Regions from separate parts of the Urocitellus parryii genome. Here region 2 is linked to region 1. A link is a contact called in public Hi-C data. All regions are on one chromosome and are shown on one strand. Each heading gives the region's core, a stretch centred on a gene start, on an enhancer-like site or on the middle of the called end of the contact. The rest is flanking DNA. Distances are from core to core; before and after follow the strand shown.

Region 1 (5,527 bases), core at 1,465-3,964:
CGCCCACGACTTTGCTTCCACTCCCTGCCTTTCTCCCTCCACCCCCGGAAAAAAGAAACCCCAAATATATCCGGCGGCCTTGATTTGTAATCACTCAAAGGGCTTGGCTTAACCCACAGGACAGAGACCATTTTTATTCACACCCAATCAGGCCTGAAGCTAGCCACATGGGAGCTACAACTCCCTGAATACATACAAATGAGTAACTTTATTTCCCGCCTAAATAATGTTAATCTGAAAATACACCCTTCGGGACAGGAACATCTCCCCCACCCCATTTCAAAATATTTGGAGTAGTTCTAAGAAATATTTGCGTTAATGTTTAAAAGTTTAAAATAAACTAATAATAAATTAATTAAGTAAAAAATTAAGGGCGATTAGATCACTTCCAAAAAAAATTTTTTTAAAAAAAGTTCCAGGGAGAAGAGGAAAAAATTGAGCAGTTCTAGCTGCGGATATAAAGGGTGGAGGAGAAACCTAACCTCTAAATTATTTCCCCTTCAACAATTTTGCAGGAAAAATGTCTTGGACTTAACTTAGTTACAAAGAGATCACGCGGAGCCCAACGGGGGCTCGTGGGTCGCGTGGTCCGAATCCTCCTCTGGTCACAGTTGTCGTTCGTGCACATTTTCGAGCCCGAGATGCTAAAGTCAAACTGGCCTTCTCGGCTTGCTCCTCACCGTGGGGGAACCCGACCAGGGATGGGCTGCAGCTACTTGGGATGCTTGGAGACATTTACTCCAGGAGGGAGAGTGTCCGTGACATTTACTCCAGCGGCTGGTCCGTCATAGAGCGGTAGAGACACCAGGGTTAGGTCTGATCGGTTGTGCCCGCCTGCACCAACAGTGAATTCCAGCGTGGGCGGCGGCTCTCGTAGGTCACCTAGTGGGCAACACTCAGCCACTGGGCCAAGCTGGGGTTGGAGTCAGAAGGAGCGTTCTGTCCCGGAACTGCGGGCAGCCGGGCGTTGGAGGCCAGCTGGTCCCGCAGAGGCACTGTTGCAGGCATCAAAAACTTCCTGAACACCACCGCGATGAACTTGACAATCTCGAACTTCCTAATTCCAAATGCCTGTGCAAGAATTGAGCAAGAGTGAGGCACCTCCCGCCCGCGCTTCCCTCCAGGGAGCGGGTAGGTTGCCGTGAAGACCCGCTTCCCAGTCGGGGAAGAGAACGCGGGGTAGGGCGGCTTGGAGTAGACTTTGGCTGTTTAATAACTGCGTCTCATTTAATGGTCAACTGATTTGCTCCAAGTTGGCGCTTGAATTTAACAAAAAAGTTGGTGGCGAAAAATGACACCTAACAAGCAGTGTCATATGTCAGCCATTGTCTCCTAACTGGGGGGGGGGGGAGGGTGGTGAATGTTGACTCTAATATTTATTCAGGAAAAAGGGAAGAGAGAATATTTTCTCAAACCTAAAGTTTTCAACAAAGTCATATACAGATAAAGCCTCCCATACGTAACTCACATGTTTCTACCAGGAAACTTTAAAAATCAGACTCTATCTCCCTGTTATTTTTGCCTTCTTTCCTTTCCCCCTCCCCAACCAGCTTGGGAGGTTGGAGATTTGTCTTGAGGACAGTTTACTACGCCGATCCCAGTTCACGGGCAGGCCAGGGGAGATCACGCCTGGCCAAGAATGAGGGGGAAAGACCAGGAGGAGTGAGTTGCCAGCGATTTCCAAACAAATTTCCCCCTCAAACTTCCTAAATCTGTTCCTCTCCGGGAAGGGCCCTGTCTCTGCGTCTCTGGTGTGAGATGGGCGGTTTGGGTAGCTGGTGCCTCTCTCTCCCAGTTTTCCCTCCTCCAACCCTGACTGCAACACAGACACATCCCGAACCTGCCTAAGAAACATCTGGATGGGGACTTACGTCCCGACATCTAGGCAACTACAGCCATGGTTGGCTCCGGGGAGCGAGTGCGGAAAGGCGCGCGGGTGCGGAGCGCACCACTCAATGGAATAGGACTTCTCTCAGCGTCTGGTCACTCCAGCATCCTTCCCACCATCTGCTCCTGTCACCAGTCCCCGGCCCCGCCTCTCTAAAACCGCCCCTTGAGTCCTGCAGCCAATAACAATCCCCAACCACTCTCCACCGCCCCGAACCCTTTCCACACCCCCACGTTCCGAGAGAAGATTGGCTGTTTAGCCCTCGGCAAAGCGCCTGCATTTGCATGGTGTTCCGGGTTTCTGGTAGGTAGAACGGCCTGTCACTCCCGAAGACCGGTCCCGCCCACTCCACCTCAGTCCCCAGCTCCCTTCCTGCGCAGTTCTCCTCCGCAGCCTCTGCGGGCAAGTGCCGGGGCTGCTCTCAAGGATTAGTTCTCTGGACTGCTAAAAGGCAGCCCCGGCGAGCGGTTGTGCGCACCGTCCAGAGTGACCAGGGCGCGGGAGTGCAGCGTTCTTCTGGCCCAGCGCGGGTCATGGCACGGCAATAACAGCCCTTCTACCAGCAATTACCGCTGCTCTGACTTTCCGTTCCAGTTGCTGCTCCTCCCGGGCAACATGTCAAGAGCCGCCGCCGCTACAGCTGCCGCCGCCACCTGGGGAAGAGCAGCAGCAGCAGCAGCAGGAGTGGCAACCGCGGGTACGCGGGGGCAATAAACCGAGCAGCCCGGCTTCCAGAGGGTCAAGGGACCCTCACCGTGCTCACTGCTCCTGCCAGACCTGCGCCATGTGCTGAGCCATGTCCCTGGCCGCGCCCGCGGGCATCGCATGGGGCAGCGCCTGAGCGGCGGCCGATCCTGCCTCGATGTCCCCGGGCGGTTCCTGCCGCAGCCTCCAACGCCCCCGCCACCGGTGAGGAGGAAGCTTGCGCTGCTCTTCGCCATGCTCTGCGTCTGGCTCTACATGTTCCTGTACTCGTGCGCCGGCTCTTGCGCCGCCGCTCCCGGGCTACTGCTGTTGGGTTCGGGGTCCCGCACTGCACACGCCCCGCCAGCCCTGGCCACAGCTCCAAATGGGACGCCCCCCAGGTTGCCTTTCCGGGCACCGCCGGCCACCGCATTGGCTGCTGGCAAGGAGATGGTGGAGGGCGCCGCGAGCCTAGAAGAGCAGAGTCGCGAAACGCCTGACTCCCCCAGCTCCATCTCCAGCTTCTTTAGTGGGTCAGGGACCAAGCAGCTGCCGCAGGCCATTATCATCGGCGTGAAGAAGGGCGGCACGAGGGCCCTGTTGGAGTTCTTGCGTGTGCATCCCGACGTGCGCGCCGTGGGCGCGGAGCCCCACTTCTTCGACCGCAGCTATGACAAGGGTCTAGCCTGGTATCGGTGAGTTATTTGACGGGGCCAGGGTCACCGGCCGCGACCCAGACCATGAGGAAGGGAAACCAGGCACATGTTGGGAAGATGGTTGGGGGCACCATGGCTGGGAGGGACAGAGGATGACCGGGTAATGCAGGCTAGTAGCGTCGAGAATCCCGCCCCCGCGCGGTCCAGGTTACTCCTTGCTGGAGTCTGGCTACTACCTACAGAAACTTCTTACGGAGAACTCAGTGGTCCGTGGTGCCCTGAAAAATTACTAGGCGACTTCGTCGCAAGGAAGCGTGGCAGCGATTGAAAAGCGCTTAGGGAAGCGGGCTATCGTCTAACCCTGGCAGTGTCACCCATCAATCAATCCAGTGTTGGTAGTGTTTTTTTTTTTTTTTCTTTTTCCTCTCCGGAGACAGGGACACTGGGAGGAGTGTTCTACGCCTCTTGGATAGCAGTCTCCTCCCTAGACCAACTTCTAGAGCCGCTTCTGCTCCCCAGATGGGGAGGGGGGTGGAGACCACGGCATCCTGCCAAGGCTGCCGAGAGTCTGTTAACTTTTTTGTTACAGTCCTTCTTGTTACCGGAACCCGAAGGGGGTCAGACCCGCCGCGCTCGCGAGCTGCTAGGGCTGGGGAGGGTGAGCTGGGCGGGTGGCTCTGCGCCTCTGCTGGCTGTGGCGCGCCGAGCGTGGAGCGGTGCTGGTCCCTGTCGGGCAAAGGCGCGCACTGCAGCCTGCCCGCCCTAGCGGCGCGCAGCTTTGAAGGAACCGGAGCGCCCCGGGCACAGCCCGTAGGTTTCCGCCTCCCAGGCCTCGGTAAAGGGACACGATCTCTGGTCTCCGCCGCCCCCGTTCAAGTCAGGGCGCAAAGAATATTCGGGCCCATTGATCAAGAAATGAGGGTTGCCTAGAAGTTGCGGCTTCCGGAAATTGTGCTCTCAAATAGAGTTGTGAGTCCAGTTCCAGAGGGACAGAGGCCCCAAGGTCATAATTACGACCTCTGCCTATTGCTTCCCTCCAGCTACTGGTCTTTTGGGGTGAGTGGTTGGGGTGGGAGACAGGCTCCAGGCTCCGGAAACCCGGTTTTCTGATTAATGGGCCCAGGCACTGGTCCTCATTCCATCTCTCTGGTCACCATCCCTCAGCCTACACTACTCCTCGAGTCTCCGGCATTTTTCCAATACCGGTTAGCTTCAAAGAGGCTGGAGACTTAAGAAAACAAAAGGGGAGAACCTAACCGAACCCCACTTCCTGTCTCCACTGCATTTCTCTGGATCTGGATAGGATGGGAGAAAAAAAAAAAAAAAAACAGTGACTGACCTTAGGATTAAAACCGCTCCTTTCCCAGCCGCGTCCTCCCCCCTACTCATTGTCTTTAATGTTTTTTTATTATTGTCAGGAGTTGCCTAAGTCTAGAGATTTAGCCAGCCGTGACAGCCGCTCTTCTCACTATTTCCAAGACACCGCCTGAATTCACGTCCTGACTAGAGAACTCTGAGCCTCGGTGCTCTCATCCGTGCAGTGGGGATGATACTGGTTCTCCGCAAAGCCGGGGGAAGTGAATGCATTGGTGTAGTCAGGTGCTTGGCTGGCACTTGGGGACTCTTTAATTGTTAGCTATTGTCATTGATTGGATGTTATTTCTTCACCATAGCCACCCCCTCCTCCTCCTGGGATGGTGGTTCCGGGAGTGGAGCGGGATGGCAGGCTATAACTAGAGAGCCCTTCTAAGGTGGAGCCCAACAAAGCCGGAGGCAGCCCGGGATTTTCTGAGATCAGACACTCTTGCAGGCCGGGTTGGGAGGAACGGAAAGGAAAATAACCGAACCCTTGATGTCAGTTCTAGAAGCACCTGGAGCAGGCTGTGGAAATCCCCCACCGGGAGATTCACGAAATCTCCTAGGCGGCGGCCCTCCACCTGCCACGTTCCTTTTGATCGATTCAAAAACTCTGAATAAAGTCACGCTGGAAACCCTGGTCGCGCTCCTGCAGCCGGGAGCGCAGCCTGGGAGCTACGGGCCGGGCCGGGTCCTCGCCTGGGAGCTGCCCTGGGAGTGGCTGCATTTGGCCGAGCGGACTAAGGCAAGTCGCCAGAGGCGCTAGGTTAATCATCCTTCCGAGCTATCTAACTAAAAAGACTGACTAGCAGGACTGTCGCAACGCGGAGGTACCATAGGAGGTACAGAGCCCGCGGCCGCGACCTGGGAGATGCAAACTGCAAGGGTTCCCTGATTGTCCCACCAGGCGTGTCTGGCGCGGCCGCAGGGTTGGTCGTTTTTT
Region 2 (5,527 bases), core at 1,230-3,729, 650 kb before region 1:
ATACTTGTGTTTCTAGTTACCTTGAAACCTTCCTGTCTTACATGAGTTCAAAAAGTTCTACAGAAAATAAGATCCAGGTCTGTAGATATACTGTGTCCTCAAATACTCATGGCTGGAGTGAGAAGAAACAATCCTACTTTGTGGAAATAAAGTTTATATGGCAAAATGAAAATAAAGGGGTTTAGTACTAAATATTTCACCATATTTAATAGCACCTCAGAGCCCAATGTTAGATTAGATGGTTCAGACTGTCGGCTTGAAATGTGTTCCCTTCTAGCACTGTAGGAACCCAAATTCAATGCACGCTGCTACAGATAAGAGTTTTAGGGGTCTTTATTCACTCTTTCTTGTGTCCTTGATGAAAAAAACAGAGCTGCCTTTGTGCTAAAAAGAAGGACCTGTTGTTTCCAGATTCAACAGGTCATTTTTATAACAACTTCCCAGAGGATATAACATAAATGACAGAAACACAAGGGGATAGTTTAAGTGGCCGATGATTTTAAATGATATATATTCTATATTAAGGGAAGGTTGTTTGTTTTTCTTTCCAAGAAATGGAAAGTTACTCTTTTAAAAGCATTCAATGTTTGGATATGATTTTTAGGACCAAACCTTTCCTCATGAGCTGAATTACTATAAATTCGGCTTCTGAAATCAATCTGAGGGTGTGCTTGACCCCTCAAGTAAATAAACTTGTCAAATTATGTCCATTTCTGTTTGGTGAATGAATGGTTAATTGAGCAGACTTTTGGAGTATATGTAAATTGTGTTGTAACTCTTGATAATATTGTTTCAGTTAAAATAACAAGAATGAATATTTTATGAACACAATAAACTTTATAAAGTAAAAGTTATGTAGTCCCATAATTTCTCCTTGTACTCGGAGGGAAGAAAAAAAAAAGTCAATATTTTATGGCAAACAAAATCCAGGTGACACTACAATTTATGAGTTTGGCCAATTCCTTTATTAAAGGTGGCCTAAATTTGAAGAGATTGACAAATTGAACATTAATGTCTAAATGAGACTTATTTCCTAAACTGTATTCTCAGAGTTTTCCACAATGTACTTTTTTACTTTTCATATCCTCACCACCTTTTAAAATTAGCTACCTTATTTGTAAAAAGGATTGCTGGAAGCTCCTTAGAAAACTTTTTGCTAGTCCAGAGACAAAAGTTCCTTTTCCCTATAAATATCAAAAGCCCTTTACCGAACTCACTCCTCGCCCCAAACAAAAGTGATTACCAAGGAAGCTTCTTTAAAACTTGGTGACTGGTTGCTGGCACTTGCTGAGACTTAGATTATCCAAACTATGTCCACTCTCCGCCACTTGCACTGTGTCTCTATATGACTTACCACCTCGGATAACTATCTGGCAAAGCGTCAAGGTAAATAAATACCTGATGGTAAGGACTGTGTTAGTCGAAGGCAATTGCCCAAAAGATAAAGAAGAAATAAAAACAGATTTCCTTGGGAGAGGTAACTTAGTAATGATGAACAGGTTTCTAACTATGGGGCTCAGGAGGCAGTGGGGGGCGATCCCCCCACCCCCTTTAGCTAAATACGCGCATATTTTCACAGAGCAGGAGAAAAGAGATGAGACTGGCTTTGGGGAAAGGGAATCCCAAGTTCCAAAATTATTAAGACAAAAATTTCCCTCCCACTCGCTCCCTCCTTCAACACCCACCTCCCCGCTCCCTCAGAAGAGAAGGTACTTTGAGGAATGGGTTTCTTTTCCTCAACTTAGAGTCGGGTTTGCCTTCGGCAAGAAGCGGGGAGGGAAATGTGGAACCTAGTGGTTCCAAAGGCTCTCAGGAGTCTCCACCAGCCCAGCCCCCCTGCGCTCTGACTCTCCCCGCCAGGGCCTGCGCCCGCTCACCGATACCAAGCGAGTCCCTTGTGGTAGCTGCGATCGAAGAAGTGGGGCTCCGCGCCCACAGCGCGCACGTCGGGGTGTACGCGCAGGAACTCCAGCAGAGCCCGTGTGCCGCCCTTCTTCACGCCGATGATGATGGCCTGCGGCAGCTGCTTGCTGCCTTCGTCCAAAAGTAGAGCCAAGGTCCCCGGCGGAGCCTCAGCCACGCTGCTTCCCGCCCCTGAACCTCCGGGACTGGCTGCCAGGCCAGGGGTCTCCTCTACCCAGGCTGCCTCGTCGTCGCCGTCGTCTCGCGGCACGGGAGGACGGCGTCTCCGCCACTGCTGCAGTTGCAGGAGACGCTTTCTGTGCGCCACCGCGGGCCACACCGCTAGCTCCCTCGGGCCTCCGGCCAGGACGCCTCGACCTGGGGCCCCCGCCTCCTGGCCGCCGACCGACAGCCCCACGACGGGGCCGGACAGGGTCTGGCAGCGCTCGGCCAAGCAGTAGAAGACGTAAAGGGACGTGAGCAGGGAGCAGAGCATCAGTAAGAACTTCCGGAAGATGCTGCGGGACAACGGCTCGATCGAGGTGGGGTGGGCGCCGGCTGGGCCCGGAGGGGCCATCCTAGCCGGAGGCGACTTGGGGCAGCGCGCGGGCCATGCTAGGCCGGTACTCCGCCAGGTGCCATGACATCCCCTAAGCGGGCCTGCGCTCTGGACCGAGGCCACATAGGCTGTGCGCCCCTGCGGCGGTGCGAGCTACCCTGGGAGGCGGCAGCCGGGCTCCTCCAGGGAACCGAGCACCGGGAGCCCTGAGCGGGATCCCTGCCTCCAGTCGAAGGGGAGAAGAGGGGGGGACCGATGCCGTGCTTAAGAAACCATCGTCTTAGGTCTTAAACTCGCCCAAATCTTGAGGCTTGGGGGCAGCGCTCGCGCCCCAGTTCCCTAGGAGTCGCTGGGATAGTGGCGAAGAAGTGCGACTCAGCCCAGATCCTGAGCGTCCTCTCCCGCGGATCTCCCTCAGAGGTCGTGCATTCTGGGTTTGGTCCCCGTAGAAGGGACGCGCGGCTCCAGGGCCGCTGAGCTGCGTGCGCTCCAGACAGCGTTGAGCGACTGTGCCCCAGACCCTGCTTCCTCTGGTCTCCTTGCCCGACTGGGCGCGCCCTCTAGGTCTGGGCTTGGATCCTCCTGGTGCGAGGTGCCCCCTAGTCCCTCTGTCCGAGAGTGACCCAGAAGGCCTACGCCCCGAGCAGTCCACCCAGCTTGGTGCGCTCCAGGAGGCTGCAAACTGTTCTTGGGCCCCACCTGTGAGCCGCGTGGCACAGGCTGGCTGCGCGGGACCTGTCAGCGGCTGCGGTCCCAGTTCTCGCAGGCGCTCCACTGCCGCCTCCCAGGCCGCCGCAGCTACACGTGGGGCGCGGAGGGCAGCAAACTTGGCGGTGACGTCAACGGCCCGGGCGGGACCAGCCCCCGGACCAGCGCAATGGGGCGCAGACCGCGGCGTAGGGGCTGGGCCAGTCGGGCGGGCGGGGTGAGATGGAGAAAAGGTGGCGCGGGCTCCACAGCGGCGGCCCAATGGCACTGGAGAGGGCGGGGGCGATAGGGGAGACGCCCCTTCCTCACTGATCCAGCTCACTCTCGATTGTCTTGCCCCTTTCCAGACAGCGGAACTGGGGGCTGCCGGGGCTCGGGGATTGTCTGACTGACAGCTAGCGCCAGTCCTATCCCTAGGGCCTGCCTTCCACCCAGAGGGCCGCTCGCTCGTTTAGGGGTTGCCAAACCTTTCCAACTCTGCTCAGAACTTTGCACCCTTGATCCTTTCCAGATTCCCGGCGATCTGCCTCCCTCCTGCTTCTGCTTCCACATCGGTCAACCCCTTACCCCTTCCCATCGCCTTGGTCCTTCTATCTCCTGAACCTTTGGAAGTTTTTTTTGCAGCGGTGCCCAGTATCATGCTGCAAGCCATGTCTCCATTTGTCTGGGGCAAACTGAATTTATCGCAACGGCTGTCCTTTGCGGGCCCTCGAACAAAGTTTATATATATATATATATATATATATATATATATATATATATATATATATATATATATAAATGGGGGGGGCTCCCTTGAATTTATTTAGAATGATCCAAGATCCTTCAGAGCCTAGAAGTGAACCAGAAAATAAATCAGACAAAAATTAAAGATTTTTTTAAAATCAGCTCTGATTCCAAATCCGTATGCCCAGTTTTTTATGAAATGTCTTTTAGTTAATGTTGTGTGTATGTGTTTATGTGTGTGCGCGCGCGAGCGCTCGTGTGCTTCAAGGGGTTAAATGCCCTTTCATAAACAGAGATTTCCTCTTTCTCTTGCCTTCCCTGACCCTATATCCTCTTCACACACTCCCCAGAGAGCAGGTCTGAAAAGGATACCTACCGCCTTGCTGTTTAATGGCAGGAGGTGGCCGGTGGAACCCGCATGAGGTGGGGTTTTTGTTCCAGTCCTATTTGTTCCTTTTTTTCTAGGCTTCCTTGTCTCCCCAGGACACTTTGCAATGTGGGTGGTGGCCTGGCAGCTTCATTCCAATCCCTCTAAATTGTGGAGGCAGTTTTCTGGAGAGGCCACAGCTGCAACACCACCCAGGTGTAAGGAAATTCATTAGGAATTCCTGTTGCCTAGTGTTGGGGCTTGATGTATTTTCCCTCATTTTACTTCCGATATTCTACTTGGCCTTGGAAGTGGAAGTCGCCTTTAAAGGGGAACCTAACTCTGGGCTTGGATGGAAAGGATGTATTTGTTCCCTGCTAGAAAAGTACTCACTGCTGGATATGGTTTTATGTATCAACTACCATCCCGCCATCAATGATTACATTCTGATGTTATAGACCTTTGGACTTTTATGAGAATGAACAGCAAATCCTGCAAACTTTAATATCCTCTTGTGTCCTAAAATTGGATATTGACAAACCAGTTGAGATTTAATACTAGCTTTAAGTTTAATACATTCCCAAACTTTTCTCCAATTATTTGAGCCTGCTTTGCTAAAGGAAGAAAACAAAGACCATTTGAAACCAAAAGCGTGCAATTCCATACATGCTTACAAACATGGCTGGGTTTCCTCATCTGGAAAATGTTGGGCTCCAAGTTTGTTTGTAGCTCCAATGTGATCTGATATGGTGTGTTCCTGCTTTCTCATTGCAAGCATGGGTATTTCTTTTATGTGGGTATTAAAGACTCATACTGGGTTGGAAATATGATTCTCACCATCCCTCACACATCTAAGGCAGCTCTGTGCATTATAAGTCACAAATATGAGCCATGTAGGTAACTTAAAAGTTTTGACTGAATTTTATAATCTAAAAAGCAAGTAAAAAACAGGTAAAACTACTTCTCATCTCTAAATGTGTGCTTTTAACATTGTAGTCAGTACAAAAATTATTGAGGTCATTTATGTTCTGCTGTGGTTTGAAAGTCCCCTCCAAACCTCATATTAAAATTTAATTGCAGGGGCTGGGATTGTAGTTCAGTGGTTGAGCGCTTGCCTCTCATGCATGAGGCACTGGATTCCATCCTCGGCATCACATAAGAATAAAATAAAGATATTGTGTCCACCTAAAACTAAAAAATAAATATTTTTTTTAAAATGTCATTGCCATCATGACAGTATTAAGAGGTAGGAACCTTAAGAGATG

Evidence for each region. A called contact is a pair of places that touch in the nucleus more often than the background predicts.
Region 2: a contact with region 1 is called in a Hi-C map of liver, with 8 times the contacts expected there. The contact joins the promoter of Hs3st3a1 here to the promoter of LOC113197192 in region 1. A contact is called at or near these places in 2 of 2 Hi-C or Micro-C datasets (liver and muscle).

What each region holds. Positions count from the first base shown.
Region 1 is chr7:123,791,168-123,796,694 of mUroPar1.hap1, reverse strand. It overlaps LOC113197192 (heparan sulfate glucosamine 3-O-sulfotransferase 3B1), which reads left to right and starts at 2,714. Exons shown (of 2, transcript XM_026409420.2): 1 at 2,714-3,267. The coding sequence starts at 2,714.
Region 2 is chr7:124,436,256-124,441,782 of mUroPar1.hap1, reverse strand. It overlaps Hs3st3a1 (heparan sulfate-glucosamine 3-sulfotransferase 3A1), which reads right to left and starts at 2,479. Exons shown (of 2, transcript XM_026390660.2): 1 at 1,878-2,479. The coding sequence starts at 2,479.